Regions from separate parts of the Triticum aestivum genome. Here region 2 is linked to region 1. The links are chromatin contacts, called in public Hi-C maps. All regions are on one chromosome and are shown on one strand. Each heading gives the region's core, a stretch centred on a gene start, on an enhancer-like site or on the middle of the called end of the contact. The rest is flanking DNA. Distances are from core to core; before and after follow the strand shown. Region 1 holds the start of LOC123141088 (kinesin-like protein KIN-14O). Region 2 holds the start of LOC123080288 (AP2-like ethylene-responsive transcription factor CRL5).

Region 1 (3,383 bases), core at 435-2,934:
GATGCATTATGAAATTAATTTTCATACCATATAACTTTAGTATTGTAGATGTTTATATTTTTTCCTACAAAGCTGGTCAAACTTACAAAGTTTGACTTTGACCAAATCTTATATGCAGACTAAAAAAAACGGAGGGAGTAATATTCCTGGTGTGTCAAACAGGTCTAGGGTCTAAAATAGACCGGGATTACAAGTTCAGAGTGCCAATTTCCGGAATTCAAAGTTTAGGGTTTGATTTAGCTTTTGGTTACAACTTTAAGGTTTATTTTGAACTTTTTCCTAAAAAATGAGTACGCCCTGGAATTCTTTGACTCCACACGCGTTACGCTGCTTAGAGAAACTACCCATTCACGCGCGTCAATTTTCCAGGAGCAGTAAAAAAAAGTTCAAAAAAACCCAGGAAAAAGAATCCCTTACGGGCCTAGTATCTAGTTATATTATATGCACTTGGTATCCGATGCATTTGGAAGTTGAGAACATGGGATGACAAAGATCAGTTGAAACTTCGGCATCACCTGTCCTTTTCCTAATAATATATTATTGGTCTGTCTAGCTAGATCAGTTGAAACCTTGGACCTATTTGGCTTTAGGAGCAGGCATGACCTGTATTTTATTGGAGAGATGTAGTTGGCATCCACTATCGTACAAACCACATCCCATTTCTTACACAGGAGATGCAATCTAAATCTTCACCCTTTTTAATTAGTAGCAAGCAGATTGTTAGGTGAGCAATAGCGGTTAGGCGGCAAACACGGCAGCGATACAAATTAAAAATATTTTTGTAGAAGAGGATTCCCATCAAAGGATAATTCTCGTTCAGGAGAAGAGTACAAGGTGGTTAAGAGAGTTGTACCTCTGAATCTTATTGCAAGAATCCAAGAAGCCGTGAATAAGATTTCTTCATATCCAACATTGGATCAGTACCCTGCATGACATGACATTCTTGCTCCTTAATGTGTATTTTGTTCTTGAGATGGAGACTTGTTGGTTGTTGCTATGCAAACTGTGCTCCATTTAGGACTTCTCCAATTACAAAATAAAATAGCTTTTCAAGTGTCATAGGTACGGAAAAGGGCTTATCAGATGTCATAGGATGTCGTTATTGCTTGCTGCTAGTACTAACACAAAATAAGGGCCCGTTTGGAACACAAGAATTTCATAAACTTCTAACCAGTCAAATCCCCCCAAAAAAGTATAGTGTTTCAAACAGTCTAAACAAATCTGAACCTTGTTTGGTCTATCTGTCTGTGGGCCATTTCTTACTCATTTCAGCAGAGAACTACAAATCTGCATGGAGGAAGAACTCTGCAGCGGCCAGTAGAATCCTCATGGGTAAAGGAAGCCTTTACTGAATTTTGGAACTATTTGCACTCCTGCAGTCAACGGAACACAGAACTAGATAGTTTACTTTATCTTGGCAGCCCGCCCAGATTTTCTGTGTCATTGCCCTGAGTCCCACCGCGCCGCGCGCCATCCTATCAACCCAAAGGCAAGAATCTACCAGCAAACCCATTAACTGCTGTCAGCAACAAAATTTAACAGAAAGACATCTTCATAAAAAGCAGAGTTACCAACACTTAAATAGATGTCCAGCAGACAACACAGCAAATGCCTTCAAAAGCTGGCACCACAGACGATCCGGTCCGGTCACCGGCTCTCCTCCCCGATTGGTTTTCCAGCGAGTGGTGCGGGGGCTGTTTGATCACACCATTTCATCCCCTGGATTTTCTAAATCCAGGCCTCTCCACGCCACCTAACTGTCTCTTGCCTGGACTACACATGCAGCAGTAGCAGACTTGGAGTGCTCCTCTCTCTCATCCCCAAACAACAGTTGCATCTTGCACAACTGTTTATTGATGGGTTTCTTCCTCTGATACATCATTCCCTTGGGTGATCTTGGAAAGAAAGAAGCCCCTTTTTTTCAGGCTTTCCCTTTCCAGTGTGGTGCGAAGCGCTTTCCGGCGTATAGCTTACCTTTGCTTGTGTGCTGTTCCTGAGTGGAATAAAGCCAGAGCGTGCATTCTTGTGGCTTGGGATAGGGTAGGATTCTTCCTTCTTCCACAGCCATGTGCTGGATGCAGCTTTGAGCTTTGGTAATTGCTTCTAGGCTCTAGCCACCCCCAGTCCCAGCTTTAGCCATCAAGATCCAGCACCAAAAAGCCTTGAGCTGCATTGTAGTGAGGGGTTGTCTTGTCCCCTAGCTTGGCTCGCTCTTTATTCCTCATATTATCTGTCCTTACTCTGCCTCCAGATCAAAGATCAAGAACACAACTCCCTGTTTCCCGAGGAGAAAAGGAATCAGGGACAGGAGGCTCAAGCAGCAGCAGACTCTCCTCAAGGTACTAGTGCTAAATTACGCTGGATTGGTGATCTTTCTTGTGTTCTTTTTGTTCTGAAGAAGCTATTTGGGAGAAGCTCCTATATTAATTGGGTCCAAGAGGGGCTACAGATGCAACAATCATAAGGTATTGGAGAAATCATGTACTTAATGTTATTTAGCTGGGTAGATTCCATTTGAAGTACACATATTGAATTATTGATGTCCTCCTGCCTGCGTAGGGCCAATCATTGCAAAGGCGTTTGGAATATATTCCCTCTGCTCTTGTCATTCTTTGCTTGTAATGAGTTCTTTCATATTCCTTCACAAAGATAGTGCTGATACTCTGGTTTCTTCTCTCAGTATGAAGCAGATGAAGCTTCTCTGAGGAAGGAAGGAAGGAAGAAGAAGAAGCTCTTGATTTCTTTGCATGGAGAAGGAGGCCATGGGGGGGCATGTAAATATAATGCTGCCACTGGAGAACCTGAGCTCGGATCTCCCCAACGGTGGAGTCGTACTTGGCCATGACAAGGAAATCTCAACTCTGCATGGTTGAGACCACCACTCTCCTCTCCTGTTTATTCAGTTCATTCATGTGATGATTCACCGGCTAAATAACTCGTTCGGCTCGGTGGTGTTTCAGAAGAGATTTCTGCTCTGAGATCGAGGCAGAGGCATCTCAACCGGAGGAGACGTGAGGCGCTGGACAAGCTCATAGACCTGAAAGGTACCGCCTTTGATCCTAGAACTAGATAGCAGCAGCATAGATTTAGAGTTAGTATTCCTTGAGACTCTAAGAAGCTGAATTTGGATAAAATTCAGGAAGCATCAGGGTGTTCTGCCGAGTCCGGCCGTCGATCTCAACCAGCAACATCAAGATCAAATCACCAGTTACTGTCGAACAAGAGAACATCCTAGTTCGGGCAGTGGGGATCAAGAAAGATTTCAGTGTTGATCGGGTGTTTGATCAGGAGTCAACGCAAGGTAGCTTCTTGATCTTGCTTCACTACCTTTTCACTGCGCATCTATCTTTTTCAAGTGTCAGTCGGATCTTGTTGATGATGCA
Region 2 (3,636 bases), core at 62-2,561, 420 kb before region 1:
TTTTTTCTTTCTTCTCCTTTGATTGTGGCATGGAAGTGAGAACGAAACTATGAAGCCACAAACTGAACTGTGATCATTTTGCAAAGACGGTATGATTGAATGCATAATTCTTTTTCATCTTAGAAATAATTGTCGTGGATCATAAATTAAATAATGATTTATATTTTAGTCTATGCTAGGGAAGTTAAAATTTTCTCCCGTTGCAACGCACGGGCATTTTTGCTAGTAGACTTGTAAAATATGTTTTTCTAGTCATCTAACTTGTTCTCTCGTTCATATACAATGCTTTCTGTTGTATTCAGCCATATCCCATGCAGACATGGCATGCCAAGTTGCGGGGGGGCACTTTCAGTGTCTAAGAGCATCTCCAACAGGCGCCCAACGCGCCGCGCTATAAAAACAGATTTGGCGCGCGCCCATCGCCTGGTTTGGCGCGGCGCGCAGCGTTTGCTCCAGCAGCCGCGTTGAAAAGCCGCGCGCGCGCAGCTCGCGCAGGCGCAGTAAAATGCAGCGCCTGCGCTCATTCTATAATATTTTTTTAATTAAAATTGCATAGATAAAAAAAGCGATACATAGATATTTTACATCGATGCAACTACTACGGCATAGATGATAGATAGTTCAACATACATAGATAGATAGATAGAAATTACTACGGCATACATAGATAGAAAACTACGCTAAGTCGCTGCCATCACCATCGTCATCCTCGTCGGTGTCGTCCGAGGTTGAGAGCCAGACGTCGTCCCAACGTTCATCGTCCGAGGTGAAGAACGACCTCCCACCTGCGGAGACGATGTCGCACTGCTCGTTCGCCACTGCCTTCCGCTGACGCCGGTCCGCCCGCTCCGAGTGGCGCCTTGCCGTCCTCTCCGCCCAGTAGGCATGCTCGGCGTCGACGTCCTCTGGGTGGCGACGGCGCCACTCTGCCATGGCTCGCTCGTCCTCCTCGGCGACGAGGAGACGGCGCTGCCGCCGAGCGTGGTCGGCACGGTCCATGTCCGTGATCAGCCGCGGCGGAGGGGCGAGGCGCTGCGCCTCCTCGCGCGTGAAGACGTCCCGGAAATTCATCTGGGATCGGGGCCTGTCCAAGCGCCACGCCGCAGCGTCGTACGCGCGGGCCGCCTCGCGCGCGCTCCGGAACGTCCCGAGGCCGAGCCGGACGTCGCCGGCCCGTATCTCGGCGGAGTACCAGCCGTTGGGGCGCTCGCGGACGCCGCGAAAGCCCGAAGCACCCCGGCGGCGCGGCGGCATGGTGGCGCGGTGGTGGCGCAGAAAGCGGCGACGCGGCGAAGCGGTGGAGTGCGAAGCGGCGAGATTGCGAGGAGAAGGGCGCGTGGCGAAGCGCGGGACTTTATAGGCGCGCGCGAAGCGGCGCGCCAAATCTAGCGCGCCGCGTGCCGCTTTGTACCGCGCGTGCGCAAACGCTTCCTGCGCGCGCTAACTTCCCTCTACCGCTGGAGCGCTCGGAACCAACCGGCGCGCGCGAAAAATTGATTTTACCGCGTGGGCGCGCGTTTTGCCGCGCCTGTTGGAGATGCTCTAAGGCTGTGGGTAATCCATGAGCACTTTTTTTTCTTTTCAAAAAGCACCCTTATATTTTATATTTTATTTACACAAAAAATCCTCAAATAAAATTGAAAACGCCGGTGCAGGGGATGGGATTCGAACTCACGACCTGCTGCGATTAGCAGCGCATGCATAACCACTCCCAACTGACATTTGACAATTAGATATCACAGTTAGCTTTATATAACATGGACAGTACTAATTAAAGTGGAAATAAAAACGAAAAAAGGTGTGCAAAAATTGTATAGCCGTGTGTGTAACTAAAGAGATATACACATATCTTTTGTATTCTTCTTTGTTTTTTCCTATGTAAGTAAACAACTTATATTTCTTGATACACTTTTCCGAAAAATTGAATAAAATTTTGTTTGAATTAAAATAATTTGAAATTTGAAAATCTACACAAAAGGATATATATTCCAGGATGAATGTATGTATGTAATTATTTTGAAAAAATCACCTAAATTTTTGTTTGAATTCTAATAGTTTTAACTGAAAAAATCCAGTGCATTATGAATGCACGTAAAATCTTTGGAAAATCGACGAAAATTTTGCTTGAATTTGGATAATTAAATTTTGAAAACCTAGATAAGAGGAAATATAGTCAGATCGAATGTAATGTTTTTTAGATGGTTTTGAAAATCAACTTAATTTTTGTTTCAAAATTAATAATTTAAACTTAAAAATCTTGTACAGACTGAATGAACATAAATTCTTGTGGACAAATCAATGAAAATTTTGTTTTAATTTAAATAATTTTAAACTTGAAAATCTAGATAAAATAAAAATATAAGTCAGAATGAATGTACTTATTTTTTTTGGGAAAATCAAATTTGTTTCTTGAATTTGAATAATTTTAAATTAAAAATGTAGATAAAAGAAGATATACTGCAGAATAAATGTACATAAATTTCTTTTGGAGAAATCAGTGAAAAATTGTTTGAATTTGAATAATTTTGAAAAATCTATATAAAGAAAATATAGTTCGACCGTTTTGTCCGTAAGAAATTTAAAATTTAAATAATTTGAAGTTTGAAGAAAATAGACTGCTCAATCAGAATGATCCCACTCTCCCTTGATAATATGCATATGTCCTGGTGAATTTCTATTGACAGTGTAGTTTATTTAAATAGAACAAGATAAATAGCAACATACACACAAACATTTATATTCCTCACATGAACATTTTCTTGAAATGTGTGAACATTTAAAAAATGCAACTTACATTTTTTTAATTACACAAATATCTTTAACAATGTTTAAGCAGTTTTTAAATGTCACATACTTTTTAGGAAGTGTTTGGTTGCAGATCAGTAACGCAAACGCAAACGTAATTGGGTTACACTGTTAACGTAAACGGTATGGGCAAAAATCATACTTTGTTTGGCTACCAATGCTGTAACGTTAATGAATACCAGAGTTGGGCAAGTACCAGCCAAGGACGAACCGCTGGCTGGAAGCAGATCCAAGCTGCGCATGGCGGGCGAGGAAGGAGGCAGCATCGTTCGTGTCTTGGGGGCGAGGGCCTAAGAGCGAGGCTAACAACAAGGACAACAGCGGCGGCTGCAGCGACAATGCCGGCAGCAGATGCAACGACGGCGACCGGAGCGGCAGCGGATGCAACGACGACAACGGTGGCGGCAGTTTGCGGCGGCGATGTGGACAGCTGGTGGCGGCAGAAACGCTTTAACCAGAGGAGATAGCAAGGAGGGAGACACCACAGCGGATTTCATTACGGACAATTTCGACCGATAACAGATTTGAACTAGGCTGGGATCTAATACCACGTTATGTGATTACGGAGCAGTCAAAACAAACAAGATTTGATGGGATCCGTTGACGCTGTAATCAGGTTACGATACAAAAGCACCAACCAAACACCTCCTTAGTGTAACACATGAACATTTGTTAAATGTCACAAACAACAAAATATAAGTTTTTTTGCATCAATATTCCTGCTCGGAATAACACGACATGTTTTTGGTTTTCGTTTATTACTTTGTTGGGCTGAGCGAACATTTTGTTAAAAAACATTTCGTTTGTTCATTTTACATCAATTCGTTCCTG

Evidence for each region. A called contact is a pair of places that touch in the nucleus more often than the background predicts.
Region 2: a Hi-C map of leaf shows a contact between it and region 1, with 2.5 times the contacts expected there. The contact joins the promoter of LOC123080288 here to the promoter of LOC123141088 in region 1. A contact is called at or near these places in 2 of 5 Hi-C or Micro-C datasets (both in leaf).

What each region holds. Positions count from the first base shown.
Region 1 is chr1B:596,053,644-596,057,026 of IWGSC CS RefSeq v2.1, reverse strand. It overlaps LOC123141088 (kinesin-like protein KIN-14O), which reads left to right and starts at 1,684. Exons shown (of 11, transcript XM_044560351.1): 1 at 1,684-2,465; 2 at 2,681-2,868; 3 at 2,961-3,044; 4 at 3,140-3,301. The coding sequence starts at 2,748.
Region 2 is chr1B:596,472,977-596,476,612 of IWGSC CS RefSeq v2.1, reverse strand. It overlaps LOC123080288 (AP2-like ethylene-responsive transcription factor CRL5), which reads right to left and starts at 1,311. Exons shown (of 1, transcript XM_044503204.1): 1 at 676-1,311. The coding sequence starts at 1,254. The coding sequence ends at 676.